Regions from separate parts of the Triticum aestivum genome. Here region 2 is linked to region 1. Evidence: chromatin contacts called from public Hi-C data. All regions are on one chromosome and are shown on one strand. Each heading gives the region's core, a stretch centred on a gene start, on an enhancer-like site or on the middle of the called end of the contact. The rest is flanking DNA. Distances are from core to core; before and after follow the strand shown.

Region 1 (5,775 bases), core at 945-3,444:
CAGATTATTTTAAACAGCGGGCTCTTTATAAAAGTACGACGGCAGACGGGCAGAAATACTCCGTACTTTATTAATAGGTATAGATATAGACTTGGTTGCTTTTTTTTCACCAATGCGATGGAATGCCCGGAACGAAAGAAGAAAAAAGATATGCACCCAGGCTTCTTCTCGAATGAAACTTCTGGCCCTCCAGATCGAGAAAAAACAAGACACATAGTCATAGGCAATGGTAATCAGGTTGACAGTCTGAGTCTGAGAGGAGAGCGGCGGGAGCGAGCCATCAAGCGCAATCTACATATGCAGCGCGGTATATAGATTATCAATAGATATTTTGGAATTTGAACACGTTTTTTTTGGAACAAGTGAATATTTTGTACAAGACAAATATTTCAAATTTGTGAACAATTTTATAAAAGTGTGATCATTATTTGAACATGTAAGTTTTTTTGAAACCGCAAACATTTTTTAATCTTGATTTTTTGAAAACAACACTCATTTTCAAATTTGAACAAATTCTAAAACACCTTTTTTTTTGCAAAATGGGAACAATTTTCCAAAAATTTCCAAAATTTGAAAGGAGAACATTTATTTTCATCTGTGATTTTTTTATACTTCGAACAAAATTTTGAAAAGGCAAATATTTTTCAAATTTTTGAAAAAAATGAAGTAGGAACATTTTTTGAAGTTCTGAACAACGTTTGGAAGCACATTTTTTTTCTAAAATCTTGAATTAGTTTTGAAAAAGCAAACCTTTTTGAATATTTAACCAAAATTTCAAAACCAGAACATCTTTTGAAGTTTTGAACATTTTGTGATAAACACAACCATTTTATGAAATTTACAATTTTTTTTATTTTTAGCAAGAAGGTGGAACTTTTTTGAACTGTTGAACAAATTTTGAAAAGCAGTATCATTTTTAAATTCCCAGTTTGTAATATGTGAACTAAATTTGAGACCAGGAACATTTTTTAAGTTGTGAAAAATTATGATAAACGCAAAAAAAAAATGTATTTACCCACATTTTTTGGAAAACACAAAAAATAAATTTGAAAAAGGAAAAAAAAAAGAAAAGAAATCACAATAATAGAAAGAAAAAACCGGTCCAGGAACCTCCGAGAAGGTTCCCAAAACCGAAAAAACCAGTTGGGACCCTCCTAGAACGTTGTTTAAACATGGATCACTAAAACGCCTTAACGGGCCGGCCCAGATCAACGCTCGCTCGCCATGCCTGTGCGAATGACGCAATTTTTGTATCTTTTTTTCCGTGAACTGCGTAGCTTTCAGTTGAGCCTTCGGACTAATCCGCGTGAGATAGGGAGTTGAGAATACACTTTGTTGCTTTCTTTGTTTTCACCAATGCGATGGAATGCCCGGACCGAGAGAAGAAAAAAGATACGCACCCGGGCTTCCTGCACCTGCACAGTCCGGCGACCGTTTTGGCACGAAAACTGTCGGCCCTCCGGATCAATCAACAAAAAACAGGAGACGCAGACGCAGAGTCGCAGACAATGGGAATCAGGTAGGCAGGCTGAATCTGAGTGGAGAGCGGCGGGAGAGAGCCATCAGCCGCGGGGCCCCGACCGCAATAGCGCCAGGAACTCACCTGATCGGAACCACCAGACCAGAGGCAGCAGGAGGATGTCAAATTCCAGCGCCGAGGTCGACCCGCGAAAGCGACCTCCACGATCGATCATCGTTCATCCCTCTCCCACAAGGACAGTGCTCTGCTCCGGGTCACACACCTTGGCCCCGCCTTCGCCTCCTCCGCGTAGCTTGCGCCGTCGGGCCGGCGCGTGGCCCCGTCCACCGGGAGACGACGAAGAAGCCACTGCCGTGGTGCAGGAAGGCCGTCCGTCCGTCCGTGCGCGCCGCACTTTGGCCGCCGCCGGCCGGCACGCAGCGCGCACAAGTCAATCCCTGCTACTGCGGGCGCGTGCGGCTGCCATAGCCTTGCCGTGTCTCGGCTCGTGCAGGAATATGCATGGACAGCGCCATGGTTGGGCCGGATACGCGGCGGATTTGATTTGACCTTCAAGCGCCAGCAGCACCACGATCTTCCGTCCGTCCGTTGGGCTATTCTTGCGACCTCTGACTCGAGAGAGGCTGACCGGTCGAGAAACTGGGCACGTCCTGTGCCCGAGTGGAGGCGGTGAGGAGGTGAGGTCACGACGGCGACGGTTGGAGACGCGCGACGACCCGGAGTTGAAATCCGGGGCGCGCTGTCGGGCGCCGCTGTTGTGCTAACCTGTCCATGTCCAGCCTCGTCTGGGCCAATCGCGGGGCTCGATTAAGCGTGCCAACGGGTTTTCCTTCCGTGTGATGGCGAGCGAATCCACTCAGGTTTTTATAAATGGGTAGCCGTGAAATTCTCCACCGCTGGCCGTTTGTGGATGCTTGCGCTGGCGATCGCGTCGCCGTCTTCCTTTTCTTCTGATTAGATGTCTGAAGAGATCGTCGGTCAAGGACAGACGTATTGCGTCTCTTCAAAGCGCGTGTGTATGCTACGAGTGTGTACACAGTCAGAGAAGATGTTTGGAATCCGCGAAGGCTGTTCTTTGTTGAAAGGAAAAGCCAATCCTCGCATTTTCGCCGCATCTCTTATTCCCGCGGCGCGATCCGAGTGATGCAGGAAAAGTAGTAAATCCACCAAGGGAAAAGGTCTTGCTCGGAACATCCCTGTATTCTCCACCGCCTTCGGATGAGGCAGCGGCACGGCAGCATGCATCTGCGGAGCTAACACACTGTTAGTGGTTTTCGAAAATCCAAGCAGACCATGTGTATCCATGTCTGCGTGCTAAACACTGTGTGTTGAAGCGAAAATGGGCCGATGCATCATCCATGCCATGCCACGACGGCTCCCACATCTTCTGTTCTGAACTCTTCTTGTGAGACTGTGGTGACCATAACCATATATATGTATTATCCATCTTCAAAGCAGCTTGACTGCGGCTTGACCATCACGCGTGACCAAACAGCAGTTTTATACTAGTAGTACAGGGCCGGGACAGGAAGAGAACAAAACCCACCGTTGTCCCGTTCCCAGTTCGATCGTTCCCCAAGTTGTTGCTTCGGAAACCCAATATTCTCCTGGATCGCAACGTCCCAAGCAGCTAGAGACAAGACGAGGGAAAGAGGAAGAGGACGAAGTGTGCGGTGAGCTGAGCAGACATGCTAATGGCCGGTTCTAATACTAACAATCACTTGTAAAGAGGGGTCTGCGAGATGCTAGTACGTATTAAACTAGGAGGGATAGGAGGGCGATTGAAAGCTGCAGTCGGCCTGCCTGCCTGCCCGTGAAACCCAGAGGATCGTGGAATTCCATGCGTTCCTTTCCGCGGATCACAGGCATTGGATTCTTGCGACGTACGTCTGGTTGCCGCGTGGAGTGTGCATCGGACGGGGACCTCCTCCTCCTCTTGTCGTTTCAGTTTCGTACTAGCACTACTCTGGTTATTACCACTCCACTGATGGCGGGAGATACACTCCTACTTCCTCCGTTCACAAATATTTCCTCCGTCCCAAAAGCTGCTTTTGAGGATGGAGGGAGTATAAGGGCCGGTTCTTTTAAGTCGCTCCATGAAAATAAGCTGCTCTCGAAATAAGCCCCAAATAAGCTGTTGTGGAAATGAGTCCATAAAAATAAGCCATCTAGTTCTTTCCAGATTCTGTCATTCAGCGTATTTTCTCACGTCACATGAAGAGTCTGTAATACCCTTGAACTATAATTTAGGACTTAGTTACACTAACATCATTGTCTTGTATATGAATATCACAAAATGTTAAACACCATTACAATACACATGTTTATACCACAATCATCAACAGGACAATGTACGGAAAACGCTCACTGTCCAATAGATAAAAAAAAAACCTTACTAACTAACCACAAATACTTAGCAATAGGAAAGAAAAAATGAATCAATCAATTTGACGTACAGAAAATGGATCAACCAATTTGACATCACAATTTGATGTATAAAAAATGGACCAACCAATTTGACATCTGGATGTCAATTTGATCATAAGTAAAAAAAAGGCTTGCAGGCAATAGCTCGAACACCATGCGGGTCCGCCAACACCGAAGCTAGGTCAGCAGGGGCCAGTGCGGGATAGACGGAGATGCAGGGGGGAGGGGAGGCAAACTCGCCGGTGATGGCTGCTCCCGCTCGGGCTCGAGCTCAGAGACGGTGGATCGAAGGGGAACGGTGGGGGTGCATGACCAGGGCCTTGGTGATGGTTGCTCCCGCTCGGGCTCGGGCTCACGGCCAGCTGTAACGTGGCCTCTGTCCTCGGCGGCAAGCTGCTGATGGGGCGCACGTCGGCGGCTCGAAGAGTGGTGGCCGTGGAAACCATATCGGGAGCTCGGGACGAGCTCCCCTCCTCCTTTATGTTCTGGTTGCACACGTGGGCATGGCCTTTTTTCGATCGGGTTCGTGGGCAGGTCACGCGGTGGCATTCTGGCAATTATTTGCACCAACTCCAGGGGCAACCACATATACCACTTCATTTTCAAGTAGCTTCTCAGGGGTAGGGATGAAAATGGAGTGGAAAGCTTCCGCTTTTCCGGAGGAAAAATGGAAACGGAGAGGAAATATGAAAACGGAAACGGAAATTTGCAAAATGGAAATGGAAGTGGAATTTTTTATGCGGAAACGGAAACAAAAATGAAACGGTGTTTTCCGGTGGAACAAACGTGGAAACGGAACTTTCCGTTTCCGTGAATATGGAATTTCCGTTTCTACTATAGGCCCATGGCTGCTTTGTAGCCCAATTACGAAGCAACACACAATGACACAATGAGCAGACTGGATCATTTGAAGACCAACTTTTACTTCCACACACGTTCTCAACTAGACACAGTACGGAATTGTCATGTACTATTACAATACTACCCCATGTTGCCAACACAACCATATTATCATGTAGCCATATTAACAATTTCTTAGATTTCTTTGTTTTTTGTGTGTATTTCTCTATGATTCAAGGGGGTTTTAAGTTCCGGTCAACACACCGTTTTGTTTCCGTGTCCGCTCTGTATTCGCTCCGTGTCTGTTTCCGGTAGTATTTGTTTTCGTATTCATTTCCGGGGTTTCCGTATTTGTTTCCGCTTCTGCAAAAAAATATGAAAACAAATATGATAGCACCCAGTTCCGTCCGTTTCCGCTCCGTTTTCATCCCTACTCAGGGGAGCTGGTCTACCCCCAGCTTATTTTTGTTGTGAAGGAGGAGGGGGTGAAAATAAGTTAAGCCCAACAACCCAATTCGGGTTCTTTTGGGCTTTTGGCTTAATTTGGCAAGAAGTTGAAAAAACCTACAAAAGAACTTGCCCTAAGAAGTTTTAGATATTTCAATATGGAGTACATTCAGACTAAAATGAGTGAAGAAACACACTAGAACATGTCTATATATTCCCCTAAAAAAATAAAACATGTCTATATACATCCGATTCACAAAAAGTTAGATCATCTTTATATTTGTGTATGGAGGAAATAATTAATAGATGTGGGAACTCCTGTCTCCCTGTTTTGTTTGAAATCGGGCAATCAGTCCAAGTACCTGTGCGAGTAGCCAGGAGCATGCATGCATGCATAATGCCCTAGCCGTGTTTGCCCTATTTATGCATGCATAGCATACTGATCTGCTCGGAAAAGGCCAAGAACAAGAACAAAAACAGGAACAAGGAAGTAATCCGAGAGCATGCAACACATGCATGGCGTACTTCCTGTCGTAAAAAGTTGCCCAGTTATCACGCGATGTGATCGATACTCCGCTGGC
Region 2 (5,775 bases), core at 966-3,465, 520 kb after region 1:
GCTAAATGTCTGCTGTCATGCACTTTACTTGCTGCAGTACTATTGATGGTTTCCATTTCCTCCAAATCTTACCTAGCACTATGTAGCAGCTGCTAATTATATACATGTCCTTTCTGGTAACATAGTAATATGAAATTTGAGAGCATCTATCTTCCTGCACAGGTGGACGCAATTAGAACGAGGTTTGAGAGTAACATCAAAGATTTGTATATTTTGCATTCGAAGTCTTCAAAGTATGAGGAGCTTGGTCTTTCTCGCTTCTGGGGGTATCTGAACTACAATGAGTATCACTCTTTGAAAATCACCAAGGATGTGGGCTGCTTCTACTTCTGACATGACAATGTGAAAAGAGGTGCATCCATTTATCTTGCAATTTCCGGAACTAGTTCACCTTTTGCATCCCTACATGACAAAAGTTAGTGAGTGTGATTGTGTGCTAGTTGTGAGGTCTCTTTGCTTGCATTTGCAAGCAGAAAGAAGAAGCAGAACGTGGGGGGAGGCTTCTTCATTCAGAGATACATATTGTTAAGATCAGCAGTTCTTGTATATTCCTTTCACTAAAGAGATTGGAGCTGTGTTATTGATTAATTTATGGAGCTTTTATACTTGAAGATGGAATGCTCGGTTGGGAAGTTATAATGTTGGAAATTCATTTCAAAATTTTCAGTGAAAAGGGGAAGTTACATGACTTGAAAACTCTGGCAATATTGTGGGTTTACTTGGACAATGAAGGTCCTTGCCTGCCCTCTGGCCTCCTGCCATTGACGGTGCATCCAAAGTGCGGGCATCCAGGCATAGTGATGCCGTACCTGGTATTTGATGTCCTGACTCCTGACCTTACTGGGGCCTCCTTGTTGCCCTCTCAGCAATTGCAACAAGATCACCACTAACTGGGCGACAGGACAGATTGGTTATGGGACTCTGTTCTTTGGTAAAATTTGTTGAACCTACCATAAAGACATCGCTGCCAAGTCACTACTAAAATCATGTCCATTCGGGACGTGAAGTTGTACACCATATGTCATCAAATGCTAACCAAATCCAGTGGTCTGTCCCCCACAAACCACAATGGATGGCTTGGTGCTGCTGCCTTCGAGGGATATGATACTGTCTACTCGTTTCTCACTGTTGAAAATTTGAAGTTGCTGGATGAAAGTTGGTGTTCCCCTCTTGAATGTCAGATTTTCTGGGTTTGATTCTGGTATTTTTCATTTGAAAGTTGGGTACTTTTGGGTTGATAGTTCTAAATTTGTTCAATGAAAAATTTGGTGGTTGGAAAATTGCACACTCCCATTGGAAGTTCTGGTTTTCGAAACTGCTGAATTTATGCTGAAGGCTACCACGATCTGCAATGGTCAAAGAGATGTTATCTGACCTGCGAATCAGATGTTCGCAGAGCTGATAGTTGCAGATCTAGCTGAAATTGTAAACACTGGCAGAGTGGAGTTCTTGGAAGAATGCGGAGCGATGCTCTGTGAGACACCCTAGCTCAGCTGTCTTATCCTTTCAGGTGCCAATTTGGTGCAACTGGTACCCTATACTTTCCAATGCAATATCCTATGCCGGCATACAAGTATGTTATCTACTTGTCTCGATGTTTTGCTTGGTCAGCGTGCCATCACTTCCATGTCCTGATACCTGTAGTTCAGACATGCGCTTTGTGTCTGCCTTATAACAGTGTAAAATCGAGGTTAGTTTGTGTGGTTTCGTGTACATTGATTGTTTGTTAGCTCGCAGAGAGACCATGTCAACTCCGTAGAACTTTTCTCTTAGTTTTCACTCCAGCTTTGAAGTAGTCGGCACACGAATGGCCCATCCATTGCATCAGGCCCGAACAAATACATCGTCGTACATGTCGATGCCAGCATGCTGGCGTATAAGTAGGGCTAGGCTAAGATCACGGCTGATGAGCTATCCGTTGGATAGCTACATTTCTGTCTGGAATCCCTTTCAGAACGCATATGAAAATCCACAGAACACGTAGCCTGACAGACGCACAACCACCAGACTGCATGCATGCGTACCACGCCAGTATTAAGCAAACCAATAGCGTGTACAGATAGACACCATCACAAAGCTCACGCCTGAAGAGTCGTACCCTAGCATTTTTCAATGGCTGGCGCATGAACACATGTGGCTCAAAACCGGGCGAGTCACTGTCGTAGGAAGAAACAAACAAATGACGGGACAAAAGGCTTGCACGGCACATGCAGATCCTGCGTGGCAAGTGCATATTCCTCCCCCCTGCTAGCTTAGCTGGCTAGGCCATCCGGCTACTGTACGTTAGCAAGTAGCAGCTGTTAATATAAAGCTTAATTAGGCGCTGTGCAGCACGGGGCATTTTCGTTAGGCGATTGATCGCCGCTAGGGTCCAAAAGGGCATCCCAGGTCGCAAGCTTGACAATGTGCCCTTGGATCAGCGAGCGCAGACAACAGCTAAACTGCACAGATGACCTTTTCTCGGTACGACGACGCTTCCGAACTGGCATCCTGATTAACTTGGCAGGGATTTAAGAACTCAGAAATAGGAAAACCGTAGAAATTATGGTGTTGTTTAGTACTTTAGTTTTCAGTAGGGACAAAACAAGGGTTTTTTTAATATTAAAATTGACTTTTCTATGTCACCTAGAAAACACAGGAATTGTTGACATAACAAGAAGAAAAAGATAAACAGCCCATTCCTCCATTTTTTTAAATATGGAATAGCCCATTCCACGGTAATACTGAAGAATCCTGTAAGCTAGTCACATGTTCAGATGGCAAATTATGAATTTTTCCTATCGGAATTCAATCAACCAAGATTGCCACGTTTTTTTTTTCATTTGTTCCAAATGGGACCATTGATATCTCAAAGAGGTTGGAGTGAGTCTTGGGAGCGAATTCTCATCATGATTATAGTATGCATAGATCTATCTGTTATCCAGATGTCCTATGATGTACTGAAGATCTCGTTTGCAAGGACCTTTTCCTATGCAAGTCTTCATATGTCCTCATGGAGGATGTGGGTAACAGAACTATTTTTCGTTCAAGATATAATTAACCAATCAAGTTAAGATAGTTAAAATCATGTAAAATTATTATTTCGATGTTTGATCAGGACACTAATGCTTAACAATGTACACTTGAAACCAATTTAGGCATACAAAAGTGCAGGAAAATGGCTATGTACCTTGCAAAAGTCATCCAAGCAAAAGGCATGGCAATACCAAAGAGGTTATAGCTCTTTCCAAAGAAGAAAAGAATACGGTGCCAAAAGCTGTCGACGTATAATATGAGATATCGTGAAAAGTTCTAACAGCTACATCCTTTCCGCGGGTTCATGTATAGCTTATATCATAATTGCTAAGCACAAATGTGCCTATGTTTTATTCAAGATCAAAGAGAGAAATCATACCGCAAATGCTTATAAAGCTGTTCCTATTAGTCTCTAACCACTAATGCTTACATGGCTCATAGCCACCTGCACTATAATTTCGTAGCCGTAGGTAGACCTTGAGAAAACAAGTAAATCTGGCCAATTTATGATAGTCGCCTCAACAAAGCAAATGTATGAAGTACTAGTCTTGAGTAAGGAGAGTGATATTAAAACGATCCCTCTAGTAGTGGTAGAAATCTGAGACCCCCCTACTTATAGTCCTTGGCTAGCTTGTTATCTTGGAGTATCAGAAGTACAGAACACTTACCATGACTATGACAATAACCAGTCCCCCTCTGTCAACAGGATCTCCACACAGGACTCCTCTCTGAAGGAAGAATACATGAGTGATATTGGTTCGGCTCACATCTCATCCGACGATGTGCTCGACGAGGACATGAGCCGAAACAATACCAGCATGTCGTCTTCTTCTTTCTCCGTCTTCCGTCGTCCCGGCCTAGGTTCCTAGGCAGCAGCTTGCTCAGAGGATGCTGATGGCTAAGCTACCATAGCTTGGCCTCAAAACAGTGTCTTCTTTGCTGATGGCTAAGCTACCATAGCCTGGCCTTTTAATGGAGGTGTGTGTTGGTGGAGTGAGCCACGTATGAGAAACTTTAGCAGCCTACCCTCCCCACCGGAACTTCTATTTCGGCGTAGAGAATTGCCACTTGCTCCAGGATATGCTAACCTAATCGTCCATGGACCAATGGTACGGTTGGCTCACTGACCTTGCGATCCAGCTCTCCGGTTTTGTTCTGTTCTTCAGTTATATCTATTCCATTGGGTTACAATTGAGGTAGTCGTCCTGTCTACGTAGGTTCGCCGGCCTTTACAGCTCTATACAACACGCAAAATAAAGTGGCGATCTGGCACTAATTTTAAAGGACCTAGCTCTGTAGCCACAGCGTGTTGAACAATTTAGTAGATGCGCAAGTTGAGACCGTTATCTAGGCTTATCGTCAGTACTCTTATGTATCATAGGACTCTAGATTCCGGGAATAACATGATACTCACTCGATGCTGTCGCCCTTTTAGACGATCTTTTGGCAGAAAATTGCCCCATATGATCATTCTTTTAGGCCGCGCCAACTGCTAGCGATTCGGTAAGTGGCAGGCCACTTCGCAAGAGATCCACAGTATCAAGTTGAACAAGTTGACAAGTTTCATTGGTTGATTTCACACTCAGTTTTCGTACCTTGGCAACAACTCCCGTCGCTATTTCATGTCCCTTGTGCGAAGCCAAGTTTTCATTTTTCTTTAAATTATATAAAACTATGAAGTCAAGTTTCTTTCGTATGTTGTCACGTATAGTACATACGTTCTCACTTCAGATAGGTATTCATATGTCCTATACACATACCAATTTATAGACATTCAGAAACACTCCTAGATGGCAAGTTCACATGGTTTCCTCTATGCACAGCCAGCAAATTCAGCTGCAAGTTGATACAGTATGTAGTAGAAATCATTCCGTACGAATCACAAGTTGATCGCAGAAATACTACTGATGACAATATCACATGGTTTCTTCTTCACAAGGGAGGGCTCTGTCTTTAGATGTTCCTTCAAGTTTTGTTAGGGTTTGTGTCCTGCTCAGGAAGACGAGACTACGACGGCTTTCTGAAAATGGAATAAGGTTCTCCCCGCCTAGTCCCCATTCCGGTGGACCGGTGGTGCATCTAACATCGTCGGTGGGTGTGTGGTGGTGTGTCTCCGGTGGATCTGTCATTGGTGGATTTGCTCGGATATTGTCGTAGTTCGTCTACGTTCGTGTGTCTTTAGGTTGGATCCTTCCGATCTATGCTACTCTTCAATTACGGCGGTTGCTGATCTGGTGCGCTGGTCCTATGGGGCCTTAGCACGACGACTTTTCGACTGTCTACTACAACAAGGTTTGCCCGGCTCCAGCGAGGGAGGGACGATGACGGCGGCGCGCCTTTGGCTCGGTTCAGTGATTGTAGTCGTCGCTAGGTGGTCAACGGATCTGGATGTAATTTTTATTATTATTTCTAATGTCTGTTGTACTACCATGATTGAAAATGAATAGATCGAAAGTTTTTTGAAAAACAAGTTGATTCATTAAAAAGGACACTGTCAGCGCGAGATGCGCACCAGTCACCGAATCCCTTCCACTCCAACCGGAGACCAATCCGCTCGCAGATCGGTCGGCATCGGGGGCCCAAGCGTGCTCCATCTTCGCTTGCACCCAAATGCTAGGCTGTATATATACTGAAGCTACCACTAAGTGTAGATTATGGGAGGGAGGGAGTGCGTAGCAGCTAACTAATCTACAGATTAGTTAGTCATACGGCACAGCGGCTGCGGTTGTTTGGGCCAATGGCGAAGCAAGGTCGTCGTTT

Evidence for each region. Hi-C and Micro-C count contacts between places; a contact is called where the count stands out from the background.
Region 2: a contact with region 1 is called in a Hi-C map of leaf, with 2.3 times the contacts expected there. The contact joins two enhancer-like sites. A contact is called at or near these places in 2 of 5 Hi-C or Micro-C datasets (both in leaf).

Annotation. Positions count from the first base shown.
Region 1 is chr2D:514,614,822-514,620,596 of IWGSC CS RefSeq v2.1, forward strand. No RefSeq gene overlaps it. Among protein-coding and RNA genes, the nearest start is that of LOC123054150, 44 kb to the left of the region's middle. Within about 2 kb of position 2,195, at least 2 of the 8 cell types and tissues checked have an H3K27ac peak or open chromatin away from gene starts, as enhancers often do. A contact at or near this core is called in leaf, where this site is marked.
Region 2 is chr2D:515,132,981-515,138,755 of IWGSC CS RefSeq v2.1, forward strand. LOC123054153 reads left to right here. Exons shown (of 13, transcript XM_044477852.1): 13 at 163-1,736. The coding sequence ends at 333. Among protein-coding and RNA genes, the nearest start is that of LOC123055881, 10 kb to the right of the region's middle. Within about 2 kb of position 2,216, at least 6 of the 8 cell types and tissues checked have an H3K27ac peak or open chromatin away from gene starts, as enhancers often do. A contact at or near this core is called in leaf, where this site is marked.